2 separate regions of the Ovis aries genome follow, and region 1 is linked to region 2. The links are chromatin contacts, called in public Hi-C maps. All regions are on one chromosome and are shown on one strand. The core of a region is the stretch at or near the end of the contact, and the rest is flanking DNA. Distances in the headings are between cores, read along the strand shown. Region 1 holds the start of IRS1 (insulin receptor substrate 1). Region 2 holds the start of LOC101102042 (voltage-dependent anion-selective channel protein 3-like).

Evidence for each region. Hi-C and Micro-C count contacts between places; a contact is called where the count stands out from the background.
Region 1: a contact with region 2 is called in a Hi-C map of muscle, with 5 times the contacts expected there. The contact joins the promoter of IRS1 here to the promoter of LOC101102042 in region 2. A contact is called at or near these places in 3 of 16 Hi-C or Micro-C datasets (hypothalamus, muscle and skin fibroblasts).

The regions. Positions count from the first base shown.
Region 1 is chr2:229,076,489-229,079,188 of ARS-UI_Ramb_v3.0, reverse strand. It overlaps IRS1 (insulin receptor substrate 1), which reads left to right and starts at 1,403. Exons shown (of 2, transcript XM_015093559.4): 1 at 1,403-2,700. The coding sequence starts at 1,858.
Region 2 is chr2:228,139,476-228,142,175 of ARS-UI_Ramb_v3.0, reverse strand. It overlaps LOC101102042 (voltage-dependent anion-selective channel protein 3-like), which reads right to left and starts at 1,370. Exons shown (of 1, transcript XM_042244321.2): 1 at 348-1,370. The coding sequence starts at 1,295. The coding sequence ends at 444.

The DNA.
Region 1 (2,700 bases), core at 154-2,653, 940 kb before region 2:
CTCTCCCTAATAGATCAGCAGCTAACCCCACCACTCCGGACACACGACACCTCCCCCGAACTCTTCTTGTTTGGGAGTGACCATAACCTCCTCCTTCCCTCCCCCAGTCGCTGCCCTTGGGCGTCCCTCTATTCTTTCGTGGTACTTCACTGCAGCAAATTCGGGGATTCCAAGGTGAAAGGCTGGCCCGGAAGTCCTTTAGTAAAACCTCACGAAAATACAGATAGCACCACGGCCTATCGCACTGAAACTGAAATCCAGCTTTTAGATTTCTAGGGAGGGAAGAAAAAAAAAGCCTTGACTAGAAACACTCTCTCCTGAGGGGCTGCTCTTACCTGTTAGGTAAGATCCAGCCCAGCTCTCGAGTCCCCTCCTCCCCGGGCCCTCCCACGCAGAGCCCAGTAGCCGCAGTGCCCCCCCGTCGCCCCCCACCCTCACTCCTGCGTCTTCCCGGGTTCGCCCCCCTCCCCCGTTTTCCCAGACTCCCCTCGTGCTTTCGGGGAGACACCCAAACACCCCCGCCCGCTCCCGCGGCGGGGATTCCTGCGGGCCGGGGGGCGCCCTGGGTGGCGCGCGAAGAGGCCGGCTCTGAGCCCAGGCGGCCGGCCGCGTAGGGGCGCTGCCCGAGCGCGGTGCCGAGGCCGGGCGCGGGCGCCTCTGCGGCACGGCCGGGGGGCGGAGAGGGGCGGGCGCGGGGCGGGCTCGGCCGGGAATGTAGAGACCCGGGCGGGAGCCTCCCGGCGGCGGCGGCGGCGGCCGGGCTGCGGAGCGCGGAGGCTCCGTCACGTGTTTTTTTCTCCTCCCGAGTGAGACGGCGGCGCGGTCGGCGCGCAGAGCCAGACGCCGCCGCTTGTTTTGGTTGGGGCTCTCGGCAACTCTTGGAGGAGGAGGAGGAGGGAGGAGGGGATAAGTAGCGGCAGCGCCTCCGGGGGAAGAGGCGTCTTCCCCCGACTCCTTCCCCAGCCTCCCCCTCGCACCCCCGACCCCCCCCTCTCCGCCTTCGCCTCCCGCCCTCGTCCCCTCCCCTCTTCCCCGGCCGACTGGAGCGAGGGGCAGGGATGAGCCTGTCCCTTCGGCGCGCCCCCAGCTCCCCAGGCTGCCTAGTCGCGTTTCGCGTGGAAAAGCCACTTTCTCCGCCCGCCGACATGGGCCCGATCGGGGGCTGCAGAGGACGCGTCCGCGGGCTGCGGCAGCAACAGCAACAGCCGCAGCGCCGCGGTCTCCGCGATTGAGCTGGTATTTGGGCGGCTGGTGGCGGCGGGGACGGTCGGGGGGTGGGAGGAGGCGGAGGAGGAGGCGAAGGAGGAGGAGGAGGAGGGAGAACCCCGTGCAACGTTGGGACTTGGCAGCTCGCCTCCCCCTGCCCAAGGATATTTAATTTGCCTCGGGAATCGCTACTTCCAGAGAGGAACTCCGGAGGGAAGGCGCGCGCGCGCGCCTGGAGGGGCCAGGCGAGGACCCACACACACACACACACCCCGCCCGCCCGCCCGGGCCGCCGCCTGCCAGCGCCGGACTCTGGCCCCGGCGGCGAGAGATGCATCTTAGCTTCTTCCCGACCGCGGCGGCTGAGAAGAGACTTGGCTCTCGGGGGATCCGGGCTGCACTCGCGCCGGACGCGTTGCCTCTCCCCCAGGGCATAAAACGCCAGTAAACTCGGGTCGGGGCTATCTCCTTGGCGCAGCTGCTGCGTCCTCCCTCGACCGCCCCTCCCCGGCGCAGAGGGCGGCGTGGATTTCGGAGTCGGGGTTTCTGCCTCCTCTAGCCCTGTTTGCATGTGCGGGGCCGCGGCTAGGAGCCTCCGCCCCCCACCCGGTTGTTTTTCAGCGCCTCCCTCTGCTCGGCGGCGGCGGCAGCATGGCGAGCCCTCCGGAGACGGACGGCTTCTCGGACGTGCGCAAGGTGGGCTACCTGCGCAAACCCAAGAGCATGCACAAGCGATTCTTCGTGCTGCGGGCGGCCAGCGAGGCTGGGGGTCCGGCGCGCCTCGAGTACTACGAGAACGAAAAGAAGTGGCGGCACAAGTCGAGCGCCCCCAAACGCTCGATCCCCCTGGAGAGCTGCTTCAACATCAACAAGCGGGCGGACTCCAAGAACAAGCACCTGGTGGCCCTCTACACCCGGGACGAGCACTTTGCCATCGCGGCAGACAGCGAGGCCGAGCAGGACAGCTGGTACCAGGCCCTCCTGCAGCTGCACAACCGTGCCAAGGGCCACCACGACGGGGCCGCGGCGCCTGGGGCGGGAGGCGGCGGGGGCAGCTGCAGTGGCAGCTCCGGCCTCGGGGAGGCCGGGGAGGACTTGAGCTACGGGGACGTGCCCCCAGGACCCGCCTTCAAGGAGGTCTGGCAGGTGATCCTGAAACCCAAGGGCCTGGGTCAGACAAAGAACCTGATTGGCATCTACCGCCTCTGCCTGACCAGCAAGACCATCAGCTTCGTGAAGCTGAACTCGGAGGCGGCGGCCGTGGTGCTGCAGCTGATGAACATCAGGCGCTGTGGCCACTCAGAGAACTTCTTCTTCATCGAAGTGGGCCGTTCCGCAGTGACGGGCCCGGGGGAGTTCTGGATGCAGGTGGACGACTCCGTGGTGGCCCAGAACATGCATGAGACAATCCTGGAGGCCATGCGGGCCATGAGCGATGAGTTCCGCCCTAGAAGCAAGAGCCAGTCCTCCTCCAACTGCTCCAACCCCATTAGT
Region 2 (2,700 bases), core at 121-2,620:
CTTTTTTTTTTTTAATGTTCCAAATGTGATGGGTTTATTTTACTCTGATGCGAAACCAAAGATTCTACTACCATACAGAGACCAATATATTACAAGGTCATGAAACAGTGGTGTGGGACATGCAGGACGCGATGGACAACTGGAGGGGCGGGTCGTCTCCTCTGAACATGACCCTACACCATCGCTGAGGAACACATTGAAAATAACACTGCAGAACTGAACTGAAATGTGGCACGAAAGTGACAACTTCCAGGCATGCCTTCAAGCACCTCCCTTAGGATGGACTCGGTACCTAAGCTTCAGTGTGGGGAGGAGTACAATTCTTTGGAAGAATAAAAAGTTCACACTTTTGAAATTTCACAGAAGAATTTTAAGGCCAAAACATAGTGGGTTCACTTCTCTTCACCTCCAGGGACAAAGCTGATGCTTTATTCAAAACCACATTAAGCTTCTAGTTCAAATCCCAGACCGACCTTGTGCCCTCCTGCATTGAAGTTCTTTCCATCAGTTAGAGCTGACAGGGTCAGTTTCACTCCTGGTGGAAGGGTCTGAGTGTAACCCAGTCCAATCAGGTTGGCATTGTTTACTTTAGCAGAGAGAGAAGTTCTGCAGTCCAGCTTGTACTTAGCAGCGATGCCGAAGCGAGTGTTGTTACTGCCGGCTGTCCACGCGAGGTTTATCGACGTTTCAATCTTCTCATTCACCTTCTGGTAGATCGAGCCTCCAAACTCGGTGCCATCATTCACATGAGTGTGCAGCTGGAAGTCTGCAGCCTTGTAACCCAGGGCGAAATTATTCTGTGACAGTTTGGATTTGGCTGTGTCAAAACTCATCTGATAGCCAGCAAGCCAACCTTCAAAGGCCAACACAGCCCAGCCATAGATGGTTGGTCCTGAAAAATCTATATCAACATTACTGCCAAGACTGAAACAATCTCGTTTATATGAGGCCTTCAATTTCCCACTCTTCTTTCCTATGTTTGGTACAAATATGGTATCAAGAGTCAGTTTCAACCCTTCAGCCAACTTATTCTCCCAAGAGATTTCTGTCCCAAGAGTATTGTCTGTGTTCCACTTCTGGGTGAAGGTCAGTCCATGGTTACAGATCTTGTATTTGGTCTCTAGGTTGCCTGATGCTTTCCCTGTATCAGTGTAAGCACGACCAGAAGTAGAAAATTCCACTCCACTGCATGACTTGGTTCTCAGATCTATTTTGACCATGCCAAATCCATATCCTTTGTTGAAGACATCTTTGGCAGCCTTTCCTAGGTCACAGTAAATCGGTGTGTTACACATATCTCCGACTGGAGGGCCCGTCCGCTCCGCTAGGAGGAGCCTGTCCACTCCGCCAGGGCACCGCTGAAGGTCTTCTTCGGACCAACGCCGTCCGAGCCTGCGCGGCCCCACGCCCGCGGCGTCTGCGCGCCCCGAGCCCCGAACCCCGCGCCGCGGCTGCGCTGTAGAGTCGCGCCGGGGGCGCGCGCCGCTATATTTATTTCTGTAGTTTGCATTGTAATATCTTCTTTCTTATTTCTGAATTACTTGAGTCTTTTGTCTTTTCTTTCCTTCATTTAGTCAATTTTATTCACCTTTTACCTTTTTAAAAAACTGGTCTTAATTTTTTGATCTTTCTATTTTATTTATTTTTTGATTCTTATCTATTTCAGCTCTCATCTTTATTCCCTTCTTTCTTCTAACTTTGATTTCCAATTGCTCTTCTGTTCACAATACTGGAGATGTTAAGTTGCTTACTTGAGAACTTTATTTTTTTTTGTTACTGCGGACATTTATCACAAGTTTCTGTTTTAGAACTGCTTTTGCTTTGTCTTATAAGTTTTAATATGTTGTATTTCCATTTTCACTTTTTTGTGATTTTGAAAACTTTTCTTTTTAGATTTTTTAAAAAATTCGTTAATTACTTCACACATTTGTGAATTTTCAGGTGTTCCTCCTGTTACTGGTTTTTAGTTTTAAACTACTGTGGTCAGAAAAGATATATGGTGTGATCTCAGCCTTCTTATATTTGCTAGGATTTGTTTTGTGACTTGTCATATGATCTATCCTGGAGAATGTTCCAAGTTCACTGAGGAATAATGTGTATTCTTCTGTTGTTGGATGGAATGTTCTGTATGTGTCTGTTAGGTTCAGTTCGTGTAAAGTATAGTACAAGTTTAAAGTTTCTTAATTGACTTACTGTCTGGATAATCTATATATAGCTGAAAGTGGAGCATTGAAGTCCTCTACTATTACTGTATTGTATTGTTCTCTATTTCTCCCTTCAGATATGTCAGTATTTCCTTAATAGTTTTAAAATTTCTGATGTTGGATATGTTGTTGATGAATTTACCCTTGATCATCGTATAATAATCTTAGTCTCCTCTTATAAATTTGAGTTAAAGTCTATTATATCCATTGGGTCTATAGATACCCCTGTTCTCTTCTGGTTTATACTTGTATGAAGTATCTTTTTCCATCCCCTCACCTTGCACTTATATGTGTCTTTAAAGTTGAAGTGAGTCTCTTATAAACAGCATATAGCTAGCTATGTCTTGTTGTTATTGTTGTTGCTGTTCACTTGTTTTGTTTATTTTTTCCATTCAGCCATTCTGGTTTTTTTTCATTAGAAAATTCAAGTCATCTAAATTTACAATAAATATTGATAGGTAAGGACTTATCAAGGTCATTTAATAGTTTCTGGATA